2 separate regions of the Gasterosteus aculeatus genome follow, and region 1 is linked to region 2. A link is a contact called in public Hi-C data. All regions are on one chromosome and are shown on one strand. Each heading gives the region's core, a stretch centred on a gene start, on an enhancer-like site or on the middle of the called end of the contact. The rest is flanking DNA. Distances are from core to core; before and after follow the strand shown.

Region 1 (3,933 bases), core at 1,095-3,594, 290 kb before region 2:
AAAACAATAGAATAACAACAACTATATAAGCAACAAGTATGGTAATTAATTAACCTAAAATAGGAAAAAACTATTACTCATACATTATAAGAGTAAAAAAGTGTATTAGAAGTGATACTATCAGTGCATAATAGAGAAAAAAATCAAAAGGCTTTATGAGATCACCATCCAGCATCTGTGTGATCATGAAACTTACACTCTGACATGTCTTGAGTGCAGTCGCATATCCCGGATCCCCACTCATCAGAGTCCTGGGTGACCATCACAGGCTGAGGCTGCCGGATCACCATCTTGGAAGCCATCGCTGCTACTAAAAAGGGGCAAACCAGCATGTAGTTTACTGACGTCGAATGTATAAGCAACAAGCAAAGTGGCAATTCATGCCGTCACCGAAACCGACAGAAGAGGAATTTAATATTTTGACCTTGTTTTGGTTTTTACAGATTTAGGAGGTTCTTCTAGGAGGAAGTCCAATGACAACTAATTCTTGGAGAAATTAGGAGGATAACTCTTGAAATCAAATGCTAAACTCTGGACACAATATTAAGTATCAAGTAAACATCAGACACTGGTACGGACCGGTAGTTGTCTAGTGTGATGAAGGTGCGGTCATAGAAAGCTGAGTTAACACCTCACCTGTTTCGTTAGAAAGCTCCGAGTCCGACGTCCTGTCACGGCTGAGACGTTCACTGTGGTGCCGTCTTCCCTCCGCCGGCTCTCAAATACCTGCAGACAACAGAAACCGGGAGAACAAACCGGACGGACCGGTCCGTCCTGCGCTGCCTCAACTTCTCTATTATTTATTTAAACAAGCAGAGCGGGTGTGGCGCTGACATCAGCTTGCTGTGATTACAGGAGGTCAGCCTGCCAATCAAAGGACAACAAGCTATTAAAATATAATTAGACAGCGCTCACTGAAGTCAGGCAGGAGAGCAATCCCCACCTGGCAGGTTCTCTCTGTATTTCCTGCTCATAATTGGGGTCAGGAGGCGTTCTTTTGCCTCTGCTGATGATGCGGAGGCATTAGCCAAATGAGATGAATAGCTATGTAGCTATGTAGATGTGAACCTAGCAGATGATGAGTCACATTGTTCGCCGCTTCAGTTTTAATTTGACCTGATTTTCGGCATCGGTGGAGTCGCCATCTTGGTCTTGGGGTGTTTGCGTGATCCCGGAGTTACCGCTGACATTGTGGCGTTCCTCACTTGCGACGACGTGCCTGTTCGCGTCCAAAACAAAAAAGGTGTGAAGAAGAGATTGATTCTTGTGTTTTCTTTTTGGTTTAGTTTAATCGACCCAGACATTTCCCGGTTAAGGTCTCGGGATTCAAATTCACCCCAGGCCCCCGTCCTAGATATCATACGACAAACTACTTTTGTATTTTGTGTCTAAGCATAAAGATTCATGAACTTGGAGTCGGGGAGCAACTATTTGTCTTTTATTCCACCGTCATGTGAGTAATGTCGCAGGTGAAAGTCACAACCTGGGGTTTTTGGCCCGGATGATTTCCTGTTTGTTCTCCTCTATGAGGAGCGTGCGGGAATAAACAAAAATAAAAATAACCTCCCATGTCTGAACAGTTACCGTGAAAAAAAAAAAAAAAACTTCTTAAAGAGGCTGAACAGCAGACGTCATGGAAAGGACGTCATGTGGAGCCAAGTGAGATCTGTGAGATTGTTGCCTCATTCCTTCCCCCGGAAAATGAAACGTGACAAAGAAAAAAAAAGACCATGAAGTCATGAAGCAAAAACTCTGAGAACGCACGCCACACCCTGCGTTCTTGTTCCGATGAGAAAGAGCGCCGGCGGCCTCGGTGTAAGTCAAAGGTCACCTGGAACCACAGAATACAATGTCATTCGCCGCAGCGCGGTGACCATTGACCTACGGGAGGTGTGGAAACCGAAACAGGGGTGGCGAGGGACAACTTTGTCCAGTGACCAGTGCAGCATTGAGGCACCACTAGCCAGGTGACACTCGCTCCTTCTCGTCTCGGTGTGCGTGCTGCCGAGGCGCGGCGGCGTCACCCGCTGGTCACTGGACTTCCCTTTTAACCCTCAGACCTCGGCATCCAGACAGATGCCATCTTGTCTTTGGAATGTTTTCATAGTCGTCTGAAGCTTTTCACCTTTTGTTTGCGGTTTCCGATGTGCATCCATTAGGACGCGTGTCACTGATCCCCGGACCGGGTTCAGGTGGAGTCCAGCGGGGGCCACCGCGGCGAGCGGGACAACGTGGTCGGATCGCCAGACGGCCTCTGTGCACACGCGCTTCAAAGAGGGGCTCCGGTGCGGATATCGAACGACGCGGGAGGCGACGACTTGAACCAGCCAGCTGATAGAGTGTTACACTGTTTTGGTGATAAGAGTTTGCATTCAGCAGCTTCCCCTCCACCTTTGATCCAGATCGATGGCCCCCGAGGAGGCAGCGTGAGGCCGAGTGAACGGCCCCCGACTTTAACGCGATTCCCTCCACGTGCCCCTGCACACGTTTTATTCAGGAAGCTCTATTGATGGAGCAGCTTGTCAACACGTGAACAGAAGCTTTTGGAAGCTGAGGATCACGCGTTTTAACAGAATGATACAACAGTTAATGGGAGACGGAACACTTTTTTAATATTATAAGGACTATCGTTATTTAATACACCTTCAAACAAGGGCTTAGACCAAAAGACTATAACTGGAAAAACAGTAAGAACAACAGGTGTGTAGCAGTGATATTAAACGTAATAATAACAGTGATAGGTCAAATTAAATTCTATATATATATATTTAACAGCCCTATTTATTATAACTTCAAATAAGGTTTTTTGTAAACCGCAGCGATGCTGCAGAGGCCGAAATCCTGCATTTGTCATGTTAGCAGACTAAGCTTAGCACAGTTTGCAGGGTCAGATGTTAACGGATCCAGAACAAGTGGAAAACTTTACCGGTGTCATAAACGCACCATCGGGGAGCAAAATGATTAATAAGGGAGACTTTTGAGATCTTCTTTCGTCACTGAGGGAAACTTTTAGTTACAAGAATATAAATCGTGACAAGTTGGTGACATGATGCCCAGTGCATATATATATTGGACCACACATACAGGCGAGGATCTCTGGCTGTTGAACACGTGGCCACAGCACAGAGCGATCCTGCTTTGTCCACAGCACATGAACCAGCTGAACTCAGGAGGTGACGACCAAAGAGCGAAATGTCCGATCAGAGCAAACAGACAGCAGAGCAGCAGCCACGAAGACACAGGTCACAGTCCATCCACGGTCAATATCATCTTAATCTTTTGTCCAAAAAAAACACAACAGGTTTTTTTTTTCCCCCCCCGGGGTCGGACGAGTTCAGCAAAAAGCCGGATGAGTGCAGATGAAACAGGAACGCTGCGCGGGTCATTTCATGGAGCGATGCGAGCGGCCGCTGCAGCAACCCTGCTGCAAATGTGCAGCTTATTAACTGCGACAAATTATTAAAGCACCGCTGCTTTTTTCTTTTTTTTTCAAAACACGAGGGACCGTTTTCACTGGCAACTAATTATGCTTCTGCTTAAACTAAATTTGAATTTTTTTTGTTCCTCTAGAAGAAGCTCAAAGCTAAAAAGGTCTTCACTGAAAACATTTAGATGGTCAGTATTCCATTTGCACAATGACAGGACATTGTAAAGGCGGAAATGTTGGCTAAATGTGCCACTTTCTTCACCACGTAGTCTAAATGTGTGCGTCCGTGCTGGCCGGTGGATCAGTGTGAAATGCATAAAAAGAAGAGGTTTCCACTGTTACATAACCCGTTTCTCTTCATTTCATTTCATTACCGACCTCCACCGAAAAGGTCGACACTAACAACTACTGAACTTTGCCCCAGTAAGTGTCCTCTTAAATGGAGAGAGAGAGGGGGGAGAGAGACACAGAGCAGTGGTGAGTCAGAGAGGACAGAAGAAGACCAC
Region 2 (4,381 bases), core at 1,562-4,061:
GCAGACGAGTCGCTTTCCATCGAATCAAAACCGCAGTAATTCAGGAAAAGTTCAGTAACAATTTGTGTGACAAAGTGGATTTCTCTCCTATGACTTCAAAAATAATGAGAAAAGTTTTTATTTGGCCATGATTAAGTTTCCTTTGTGAAAAGAGATGAAAAACATTTCGTTTAGCAGGACGATTTTATTTTGTCACTATAATTTTTGTGAATACGCCGTAAATCTCACTCTGACCACGAGAGGCTCTCCTGTGAAACAACCACACAAACCAGCACGTGCGAATGTTTCGTGCTCCATCAAACTACTGAAAACCTTGCTCGTCGTCATCATCATCATCATTCTACGTCAGACCCTGTAGAAGAGCCAACCGTTCCACGCCTCGCTATGTACGGCCGTATGAGCGCCACGTACCCGCTTCCTGGAGTCCAGCGGGGGGGGCTGCACGCCGTTGACTAGCAGCTTGCTCAGCAGTTTGGACACGAACGGCCTCTTCAGGTGGATGTTGATGAACCCTGAAGACACGAGAGGCATCAGAGGGGATGACGAGCACGCGGCCCGAAAGCAGCCGGGAGGAAGGACTCTGAGGGCCGACATCCAACCAACCGCCCCGAGGGACCAATTAGTGTGATTTATTCTTATCCAAGTCCAAACCAATCACACATTCACAAACATTCCCGCAAGCTGTGACGACTTTTTTTGCACCTGAAAGTCCTTAAAAACAAGCAGCGTGTACCTGGTCCTGCGATTTCAGTTTTCTCGACGAGTTCGTTGTCCGGCAGATTCTGGATGATCTTCTCTGCGATCTCCCTCGGGTTGACTTTCACCCCCTTGGCCTTCAGCATCTGCGACGGCCAAAGGCGTTAAATGAACGGATACTAAAGTAGTGCTATACGAGTGAGAGTGTGCGCGTGTCTGTTTGTGTGTGTGTGGGGAAACTGCTGTGCTGTTCGAGCAGCTTGTGGCGCAACTAAATGCTGCCCGGTCACAATGAAGCAAAAAAGAAAACGACTGCCCCTGTAGATTTATGAGCATCTCTCTGGTAAACACAACATCTAAAGTGGTACTTTAAGTGGTAAAACATTACGTTACAGATCCTTCAACGACTCGCACAGCCCTATTAAAATGACCTTCAGTCGTTAAAAACCGCTCCTTTCTGCGCCGCGTCTTTTTATTGCGGAAGAGAAAAAGCTCACGACTAAATTAACAGCGCTTTTAAAACCAGACTCGTCCTTGCGCGGATGTATCCGTAGAACGGTGGAGAAAGTAAAAAATCAAGGTTAGGGATAGCAATAATTAGGAGAACTGACCTGAGCCATGGCCATGGCACTGTTGCACTGGTAGTCTCCGAACTTGGCCTGCTGGTTGGGCGCGACCGACAGGGGGGGGTCGTCCAGCTCGGGGCAGGACGCCCGGATGGCCTCGCCGAAAACCTCCTGCAGCCGCTGGTTGATGTTGGTCATGGACGTGCTGCAGCCGGTCGGCCTCTCCTCCTGCAGGCTCTGAGGACACGCAGTATTTGTGCAAGAAACACGTTAGGTTTACAAGTGCAACGGAGCCGTGTGTTTTCAGAGTTTAACACAAATATTAAGCCGGCCGTCAGCAACCAGCTGAGCCAACAAACAGCTCTGGATGGCGCTTCGGGTCGGCTCGGGGCTCGGGGCCCCCGCGGTGTCCCTCACCCTCTTCAGGATGTTGACGCGGTACTTCAGCCTGGCGTTTTCATCCCGCAGCTCATCTAGGTGTTCGGACGCGCTCAGGTTCTGCGGGTTTTTGAGGCTCTCGATTTCTGCAGAGAGACTCTGGATCTCCTTCTCCTGCGAAACAATACAGGAAGATTTGTGGGAACGATCCGGTTTTGGAAAGGTCTACTTGTGATGCAAGAGCTTGTTCCTGAAGAGAGAACGGGAGCCAGCTGGGAGTTCGTATACTCTCAAAGATAGATATCAGCCGAATTTATCAGTCACATTTGTTTGTCATGTGATTTACTGTGACTTTAGCAGCTTTAGCTTGTGTCAAAATAATCCACTGATGCAAATAGGAACTGGTGTTTGGTAATTCCCTTTATTTTTCGTCTGTGGCACATTGTACTGTGGCAGAAAATCGTAGTGCTTTCACGATGAGATTATTACGAGGCAACAGGGGTAAATGTTTAACTTCATGAGCAGTTCTTTGGTGGTATTTATGGCCTTATATGATTGAGTATCACAACGAAACTGAAAGCTGCATCGCGATGCAACAAACCGTCAAATTAATACAAAGACTCCCTGAAATAGACTTGAGGATAAATAGATTCTACAACAAAACCAGACATCCAGTAAATGAACACACCACTTAGGGAAAATTTAAAAAAAAAAGTGTATTGTATTCGTTAAAAAGGGGCATACGGGCAAATTAATGTCAGCCGAATGTGAGTATGGGAAACATCTAAACGGTACACATTATTGTTGTTTTTCGGCCATGTTTAATTTTTGGATAATAGGTACAACAGCGTTAAATTGTTACTTTCTTTAATGACGTTCGGCACAGCTCTGTCTCCTGCGGACCCGGTGCGAAGCTACGGGATGGACGCCGACTAGCCTGCTAGCTAACCCCAGCTACACCTCCCGCAGGCCGGCCGGTTACCTGTTGCTGCAGTCGGCCTGCGCACTCGGTTATGGGGTCTCCCATCTTTCTGACACACCAGAGAGAAACTCTTCTGTCTGCTCGATGCGGAGTCTCGTGTCTGACGAAACTGGGATGAGGAAGCAGTTCAAAACTTTGAGGTATGTGCTTCCGGGACAGGATACGTCATCTTTTTCTTCTTCGTGTTTCTTGGTGGATCTTTAAACCGTCAAAGAAGGACAGCGCCCCCTCCTGTATGTGTTGCAATATGACGTAATGAAAAAATGATATATTTGCTTGTAAAATACCCCAGTTAAAAATCAAACCTGTAACAATAAAACTTTTTGGGCTTTTGACAACTTGAAAAATAATTAATAGTTATAAAATTATAGGGTTACCGTAGGAAAGTATAGCTTGCTGCTAATCGTAAGTAATTTTTTGCATGCAAGCTAGTTATTCTACAATAATACAGAGTGCAAACCAAAACTCTCCCGTGTGACCGATTTATAAATAGATAAAAAAGTGAAATGCACACAAAGAGTTTACTCTGCTCCACCAAAAGTGTTAGTATACCCTAACAGAATATTTGGAAAGTGGAAAAAAACACACATTTGTACCTGGATCCCACATGTCATATTTAAAATATTAAGGGAGATGGATAAAATATGTACAAAAAAGTAAATTCTGGACGCACAAAACACATCAAATAGAAGAGAAGAACTTTTTTTATTTGTTGTGAAACTACAAAACATTTTGTTTGGTTGTTGTTTTTTGTGCTGGTGAAATATTTACATATCTGGTCGGTAGTACAGTGTCTGAGAATAAAATTCACAGCTTTTCAGGACTCTTGCGAAACAAAGAAAAACAGGAAAAGCACACCCAAATCACAAAGTGCAATAAATACATGCTGCATGTTTCTCATAGCCGCCTCCATACACGTTACCAGGTTCATCAACAGTCGTAATACAAACAGATTAATTCGGGATAAAACAAAAATCACACCACAGAAGGCGGAGAAAAAAATGCACTTGAACTTCAAAAAACAAACAGGAATAATATCACAACCTACACGATGAAAAAATAATTATTTGTGACTAACAGCATTTGTTTTTCTCTGAATGATCGTGATTTCTTGTAGATTTCTTCATCCAGATGTTGCTATGTATAAACGTGTCCTTTTTTTAGTTTTTCCGATTTAGACGTTAAACAACATTCGGTTGATCAGGACAAGAGTTCAACTGGACTCGCAGACATTCCTATTCCTTAAAACTACTCGCTCTACAGTCGGGGAACACGACAGACAAACGCTTTGCCATTTGGGGAAAAAAACGATGCAAACACTCTTTGCTTCCAGCTTCATTCAGGTCACGTAGTGGCGGCCGTGTTTGGACAATAAAGACCAAAAAAAGAAGAAAGAAAACAACAGCATAAGGCTCTGATTGACGCCATATTGTCCTGTTATAGTTCAACCCCACCGGCCCGCTGTACTTGGGGTGGGGGGGCGGGGGTGGGACCGGATCCAGATGTTGAGATGTAATAGTTTTTACCCCAGGTAAAGTATTGTTTGGAACACTAACGGCTACATTCCAGGGTGTGAGTTTCGGTTAAATCTTTGGTATTGATGGTTTGTACAGTGTTTAGCTTAAAAACTGCTCAGACGGATCAAACGTCCTCACGGCATCGGATTGAGCTTCCGTCCAGCTCCACATGAGGAGCGAGCAGCTCTGGTGATTTTGGACTATTTAAGTGGTATTAATTATTCTCATGTGTTTGTGCAATA

What was found. A called contact is a pair of places that touch in the nucleus more often than the background predicts.
Region 1: a Hi-C map of skeletal muscle shows a contact between it and region 2, with 3 times the contacts expected there. The contact joins the promoter of ponzr2 here to the promoter of rars1 in region 2. A contact is called at or near these places in 2 of 6 Hi-C or Micro-C datasets (both in skeletal muscle).

Annotation. Positions count from the first base shown.
Region 1 is chr7:29,658,283-29,662,215 of fGasAcu3.hap1.1, reverse strand. It overlaps ponzr2 (plac8 onzin related protein 2), which reads right to left and starts at 2,344. Exons shown (of 4, transcript XM_040182954.2): 1 at 637-2,344; 2 at 197-310. The coding sequence starts at 302.
Region 2 is chr7:29,365,395-29,369,775 of fGasAcu3.hap1.1, reverse strand. It overlaps rars1 (arginyl-tRNA synthetase 1), which reads right to left and starts at 2,811. Exons shown (of 15, transcript XM_078106894.1): 1 at 2,623-2,811; 2 at 1,680-1,814; 3 at 1,308-1,499; 4 at 734-842; 5 at 412-512. The coding sequence starts at 2,667.